Linked DNA regions of Oryctolagus cuniculus: region 1 is linked to region 2. The links are chromatin contacts, called in public Hi-C maps. All regions are on one chromosome and are shown on one strand. Each heading gives the region's core, a stretch centred on a gene start, on an enhancer-like site or on the middle of the called end of the contact. The rest is flanking DNA. Distances are from core to core; before and after follow the strand shown.

Region 1 (3,638 bases), core at 250-2,749, 200 kb after region 2:
AGGCAGCTCAGAATGTTGCTGAAGGATTTTTTTTTTTTAATTTCCAAAACTCTTCCAGGCTTTCCACTAAATTGGCTTTCATAATTTTTTTCTCTTGCTTTTGAGCACTTGTGTGGCTAAGTTGTTCGATGATGTATTACATGTCACACATTTTGTTTATTTCAGAATAATTGAGCAGTTTTATCAAAGCAATTGCATTACTCAATTTTATTAAGAAAAATCCCCCATTTTTTAAGACAGTGATATATTCAAATTTAAAAAATATTCCAAGGCATGAATCAAAACAAACACTCAAAAGTGCAACTCTATAATAAGAAAAAGATTAACTGTGTTCTAAAATGAGATGAACAAAAATGATTTATCAATTATACTGCTTCAAGGAGGTGGACTAGAGAATTTTATCTAAAAACTTCACTTACCATAAGAACTCACATGGAGACATTTATTCATCAGAAAATAAAATAGCAACAGAAAACTGCGTATAAAATAGGAAGCCTAGTAGTTCCAGAGCTAGAACCATTTGGGAGACAGTTCTCAGAAATTAATTAGAGGCTACACTGAAGTCAATCCAGGACTCATCATAAAACAGCTACGTGATCTTGAGCAAATTACAAGTGGTGTGTACCTTTATCTTGTTGCTAAAATAGAAACAATAATACCTACTTCAGGCGGCTGGCTAACCAGTGCACTCTTCAACTATTAGCTGCCGTCTTACTATTTATAAAGTTTGGAGCTAAATGAAAACATCATTCCCAACACACACACATACAACAGGCTTCTGGCTGTACAGCATATCTAATGAAGTGGGCACGTGACAGTGAAGGGCGCAGATCTGAGTCCACCATGGAGGGACATCAACTAAGGGGCAGTGAGGGAAATTATTCCCAGATCAAGCAAGTCAGGGTGTCATTTGTGTGTATCAGCCTCTGGTAGGTGGTGAAAGGGTCATGGTGAAAGCCAGGGCCTTTTCAGTTACCCTGGGTCGTGCGCCGCTTCCATCACTCACCAGCTAGCTCTGTTACCTACCCTGTCTGTGCTTCAGTTTCATCACGTCTAAAAGTTGGTTAATAATGCCCAGCTCCAGGCAGGCTCTGTGGTGGAGAGGATGAAGCCGCAGCTTATAACACCAGCCTCCCATGTGGGCGTCGGTTCGAGTCCTTGCTGCTCCACTTCCAACCCAGTTCCCTGCTAATGGGCCTGAGAAAGCAGAGGAAGATGGCCTAAGTCCCTGGGCCCCTGCACTCATGTGGAGACCCAGACGAAGCTCCTGGCTCCTGGCTTTGGCCTGGCCCATCCCCAGTCATTGCAGCCATTTAGGGAGTAAACCAGCAGATGGAAGATCTCTCTCTCTCCCTCCCTCTCTCTAACTCTGCCTTTCAAATAAATAAATCTTTAAAAAAAAATGCCTAACTCACCGATTGCTGTCTGAATTAAGTGTGGTCATGTGTATGGTATATTTACCACAGTACCTGGCACATAATCAGTGCTCGGCCATTGCTAGCTGGTAGTTCTATTACTAGAAGTAACAGCAGCATTAGTCATCATAACACAATCTCTGTCATCATAATACAATCCCTGTTGCCAGACTTTGGTTCAGGAATGAAATGCCTGCCCCAACATGACTAAGGATTGAAAAGGAAAAATTAGTAACAGCTCTGGTTTAACAAGGCAGGCACTCAGCACAATGAGAAAGAGACACACCGACAGGCAGAGGGTACCTGTGGGAGACAGAAATCGCAGCAGCCGGGATAGAATGCTGGCACCACAATTGGGGCAAAGAATCAGGTTTTTAACCAGCAGTGAGCATGACACAATGGAGTTGGGCCAAAGCTCCTGACGGAGTTCAAGAGGGCTCAGCTGTTGGTGGAGAGAAGGCAGGTACCTCAGAGAGACCCGCAGAATAAAGTATAGGGACCCCTATGTACCGGACATCCTGTCCTCAGACACTTTCACAAGGACAGTGAACTAGAAAGGCTTCTTAGCAACACTTGCCAGAAAGCCCGTGAAACAGAACGCTTACCTTTTACTCACAAAAAAGGCTTCACTCCTCCATTCAGCTCCTGTTCACTCTATAACTTTAACAAATATTTGTACTTCATTTCCTAGCCCATGAGACGTTTCATGAGAAAGGGGAAATAGTCACTGGTAGGAATACTGTTTTTAAAAGGCAGATTTATTTTATTTTATTTCTTTGAGAGAGTTACAAAGAGGTAGAGACAGAGAGAGAGGTCTTCCATCTGCTGGTTCACTCCCCAACTGGCTGCAACGGCCGGAGCTGTGCCAATCCGAAGCCAGGAGCCAGGATCTTCTGCCAGGTCTCCCACGTGGGTGCAGGAACCCAAGGACTTGAGCCATCTTCTACTGCTTTCCCAGGCCACAGCAGAGAGCTGGATCGGAAGTGGAGCAGCCAGGGCTAGAACCAGCACCTACATGGGATACTAGCACTACAGGCTTGGGCTTTAACCCACTATGCCATAGCACCGGCCCTGGCAGTATAAAATTATTAATAAAAGGTTTTTAATACGAAATTATTTTTATTTATTTGAGAGGCAGAGTGACAGAGAGAGAGAAAAAGAGATTTTCCATCTGCTGGTTCACTCTTCCAGATGACTATAACTGGTCGAAGGTAGGAGCCAGGAACTCCACCTGGAATTCCCACATCAGTGGCAGGAGCCCAAGCAGCTGGGCCATCTTTGACTGCTTGCCCAGGTGCATTAGCAGGAAGCTATGGAAGTGGAGCAGCCACAACTCAAACAGGTGCTTCAAGATATGGGATGCCAGCATCACAGGTGGTGACTTAACCTGCTGTACCACAATGCCAGTCCTGAAACAGATGTTTAAAAGCATAGCTGTTCTGTGCCATTTCATGCAAGAATAAATTGCCCTGGACACTTCATAAGCCAAAGATGCACATGAGAGTATTAGATGTGTGCAACAATCACTTTAAGTCTCCTCATCTTAACAAACAGTAGCAAACCACTGAGTGGATCAAGCCAACAAGAAAGAAGTCACTCTCTTTGCCTTCTCCCACTTATCCAGTCCATAGGCAAGCCTCAACAGTCACAAATGCAAAAGGTATTCTGGATTTGTCCACACCCATCTCCTTACCTCCTAGTCTGAATCACCGCATCTCAGCAGTGAGATGACGGCAGTGGGCTCCTCACTGACCTCCACAGACCCATTCACCTTACAGATGCCGAAGTGAGCACTAGGCTACACTGGGGTGTGGATGCTGAGCCTACTGTTTAAAATGCCTGTATGTGACGTTGGAGTGCCTGAGTTTACCAAGCTCCAGGCCTTGACTTCAGCTTCCTGCCGGTGTAGACCCTGGAAGGCAGCAGGTGATGGTTCAAGTTGTCGTGTCCCTGCCACCCATGTGAGAGACCTGCACTGAGTTTCCAGCTCCTGGCTTCAGCCACCACCCAGCCCCAGCGGCTGCAGGCATTTGAGGAGTGAACAAGTGAACAGGAACACTCTCTGTATCTGTCTTTGGAAAAAAAAAAGTTTTCTCAATTGTCTCATTTAGACCTCTAGAAGTTTTCTGTCACCTTAAAAGAAAAAAAAAATCAAAACTCTGCATTCTGCTCCTGAGTTCTGTAAGCTCTGATTGCTACTTTCCTGGTCCACTGAGTCAGGCT
Region 2 (3,911 bases), core at 447-2,946:
CCAGCAGGTCCTGTCCCACGTGGGTTTTCTCTTTCCCAGACTTGGCACCTCATTTCCTCAATTCCTCAATCAGACATGATTTCCAGAAAGTCCTGTCATTACTGCCTCCCTGTCCAGTGCATTCTAGTGTCTCATTGTCCCTCAGCGTGATTCTCAGACAGCAGTGTTGTTCTACTTCTCATGCTAGGGCTTGATATCCTAAGACAATAAAGCAGGATTCTTAAACATTTCCATATCTTTTTTTTTTTTTTTTTTTTTTTTGACAGGCAGAGTGGACAGTGAGAGAGAGAGACAGAGAGAGAAAGGTCTTCCTTTGCCGTTGGTTCACCCTCCAATGGCCGCCGCTGCAGCCGGCGCACCGCGCTGATCCTGGCAGGAGCCAGGAGCCAGGTGCTTTTCCTGGTCTCCCATGGGGTGCAGGGCCCAAGCACCTGGGCCATCCTCCACTGCACTCCCTGGCCATAGCAGAGAGCTGGCCTGGAAGAGGGGCGACCGGGACAGAATCCGGCGCCCCAACCGGGACTAGAACCCGGTGTGCCGGCGCCGCAAGGTGGAGGATTAGCCTATTGAGCCACGGCGCCGGCCCAACATTTCCATATCTTAACACAAAAAAATCCACATCTCCTTACGACTATGTAACCACCAAAACATTATGAGTGTTTTTAAAAAGATTTTATTTATTTATTTATTTGACAGGCAGAGCTACAGACAGAGAGAGGGAGACAGAGAGAGAGGTCTTCCATTTGCTGGTTCACTCCCCAAATGGCCACAATGGCCAGAGCTGGGCCAATCTGAAGCCAGGACCCAGGAGCTTCTTCTGGGTCTCCCACCTAGATGCCAGGGCCCAAACACTTGGGACAACTGCCACTACTTTTCCAGACCCTAAGCAGAGAGTGGATCAGAAGAGAAGCAGCCAGGACCCGGGTTTTAGCCTACTGCACCACAGTGCCAGCTTCATAAAACATTCAGTGTTTTAAAATTTAACACAATACATTCCTACAGCTTCCAGAAATATTTTTACTTAACTGTAGGACTTTCCATGCTTCCTTGTTACATTAAATTTTTCTCAAGCACAACTGCAATAGGTAAAGCACATCTAACCTTTAAAACAAACATAGCTTGAGACATAAGTAAGACTTCGTTAAGTCCAGGGTTGGCGCTGGGCACAGTGGGTTAAAGCCCCAGGCTGCGGTGCACGCATCCAATATAGGCGCTGGCTTAAATCCGGCGGCTCCTCTTCCAATCCAGCTCTCTGCTATGGCCGGAGAAAGCAGTGGAGGATGGCCCAACTCCTTGGGCCTCTTACGCCCGCATGGGAGACCTGGAAGAAGCTCCTGGCTCCTGGCTTCAGATCGGCTCAGCTCTGGCTGTTGCGGTCATTTGGGGAGTGAACCAGCGGAATGGAAGACCTCTCTCTCTCTCTGGCTCTACCTCCCTCTGTAACTCTTTCAAATAAACAAAATAATTCTTAAAAAAATAAAAGCAGTTAAGTCCTTTCTAAATACAAAATGGATTGTTTTCCTTTGCTGCAAAATCCACAAATACATGAGCATACTTCCAAAGGTTTGTGGAAAACAGAATTAAACGATACGTTTATTTTGGTGGAAACAATTTTGAAGTCCATTTAAACCAGTGATCTTCGAAAAGTTTATGAAAACACCTGTTATGAAAAAACTAGGCATGGATTTCAAAATCGTTTCCACCGAAATAAATCTTTTAATAATTCTTTAATGTCATTTTCCCCATGAACTTTATGAAGCCCCCACATTTATTTGCTCGGCATCAAAAAATGCTGCCTTGCCTTGGATCTTACTGCTTTGTTTATTTGCTCCTTCACACACACACACATACACACACACACACACACACACCCCACTCCTGTTACACTCTTTACTGTCTGTGTTTGTTGCAGCACAGGACTTTAATCCTCTCCTTTGGCCCCTAACATCACCTCCTCTCAGTCACAGAGTGCAGTGACCGGTCCAGGGTTATATGTGGATGTGGCAGGGCAGGAGCTAAAAGGAGAAGAACTTCAGTCGCCAAACCTCACGGTCTTATTACTAGCATATTTGCAGCAGAAGAGTCAAGAGTTATTTTGAGCTGCACTTTCATTAGAGCCAAATGACCTCACTGGGAGATGTTATTCCAGTCCCGAAACACTTGGGTCCGCAATTCACCTCCATCGATGGCAAGAGTCTGCCCTCTGCTGGCCGAAAGGAGAATCACAACTGTCACTGCACACAAACCTTCAAGACAAAACCCAGACGTTAGACTCTGGGGATTTGTAGTCGCTGCATCATTATTCTTGCTTTTGAGCGAGGGATGGACTTGAGTTTGCTTCCAACTCTCGCTCCAGGACCCTCAGAGCAGTTACCTCCCCTACCGCCTTGAACTAGGTGAATTCTCACAACCTCACCACTCCAATTCTCAGAATCATAAAAGACATCCTATAGTGAGATGGGCGGGTTCGGCGGCCTGGGGTGTGGCAGTGGGAATGGGTCACGCACACCCACGGACTCCCCAGCTCCACGGAGCCCACGGCGGGCTCCAATTCTTGCCTGTGTCCAGAAACTCCTTCTGTCCGGAGGACTTTAGTCGGGGTGGTCTTTCCCAGCCAATCAGGCTCTGTCTTCCCTGCAGAGACACCGAGAGGCAGGAAGTGAACCATGCACCGGAGCGGCCACGCTGTGAGCTCTGCACTGCGCGAGGCTTGGCTGCCTTTGCTCACGCACTGCCCGAACGCTGGCCGCTCAGGGCAAGGCTCTGCTGATCTGAGAAAACGCTCTGGAAGATGATCTCCCGGTTTGTGGAAAGTGTGACAGAGCTGTGGTCCTCTGCAGGGGTGCTTCCTGGTCTGGGCTCCTCCTGGACACAGGCTCGGAGACAAGGATTTCTGGGCAAGGAGTTTGGAAGGTGATCCCAGGAAGCACAGCGTGGGGGGCGGAGGGTGTGCTGGGGCCCCTTCTGATAAGCTGCGGAATTGTCCCCCCTGGTTCCAGTATTGTAGTCCTGCGAGTTAAGCCAGCCTGCTCGCAGGCATCCCATAGGAGCCCCGGCTGCTCCACTTCCAATCCAGCTCCCTACTAAGGTGCCTGGGAAGATGGCCCAGGTACTTGGGTCCCTGAACCCACCTGGGAGACCTGGAAGAAGCTCCTGGCTCCTGGCCTTCGCCACCCAGGCTGTTGCAGCCATTTGGGGAGTGAACCAATGGATGGAAGATCTATCTGCCTCTCACCATCTCCCTCTTTCTGTAATTCTGCTTTTCAAATAAATAAATAGATCTCTTTTTGAAAAAAGAATTTACTCCCTGGGGCAGACAGAGCCTGGAGGGGTAGCCAGCCATTCTCAGTCCTGGGCTCCTGGGCGGTGGCCACGGGAGCAAGGGCCAGCTTGGAGAGTACCATGGCACACTTATGGCCTCAGCTACTTGGTTTTGATCTCATCTAAGAAACAAAGCAGTTTCACTGTAAAAACTTGGCCAAATACACAAAACAACAAAGAAAAAAATGGAAAATGTTCACCATGGCACCACCCAAAGATAAATACTGTTAAAATACCAGTGTGTCAATGTGCATGCAAGGGAACTTCAAAAGTCTGTGGAAAATAAAATGAAAATATAAATTTATTTTGGTGCAGAAAACTGCTGAAATCCATCCATAATTTGTCGATAATATGCATTTTTGTAAACTTTTTAAAAGACTCCTCGCATGTGTTGATCTCAACATTTTTTGCCTCCAAATGAACTTATCATTAGTTCAATTTTCCATGGACTTTTTGAAGTACCCTTATATGCCTTCTGTACTTAAATTAGCATTCTATTATCCCTAGAAAATTAATTTCTGTTCAGTGTCGTGTACCTACCTTTTTCATGATACACTATATTTAGAAAGTCTTTCCAAGGTCATACAATG

Evidence for each region. Hi-C and Micro-C count contacts between places; a contact is called where the count stands out from the background.
Region 1: a contact with region 2 is called in a Hi-C map of embryonic fibroblasts, with 5 times the contacts expected there. The contact joins two enhancer-like sites. A contact is called at or near these places in 3 of 6 Hi-C or Micro-C datasets (ear pinna, embryonic fibroblasts and skin fibroblasts).

What each region holds. Positions count from the first base shown.
Region 1 is chr7:104,679,327-104,682,964 of mOryCun1.1, forward strand. No RefSeq gene overlaps it. Among named protein-coding and RNA genes, the nearest start is that of GNG12, 35 kb to the right of the region's middle. Within about 2 kb of position 1,500, at least 1 of the 8 cell types and tissues checked has an H3K27ac peak or open chromatin away from gene starts, as enhancers often do.
Region 2 is chr7:104,481,470-104,485,380 of mOryCun1.1, forward strand. No RefSeq gene overlaps it. Among named protein-coding and RNA genes, the nearest start is that of DIRAS3, 42 kb to the right of the region's middle. Within about 2 kb of position 1,697, at least 2 of the 8 cell types and tissues checked have an H3K27ac peak or open chromatin away from gene starts, as enhancers often do.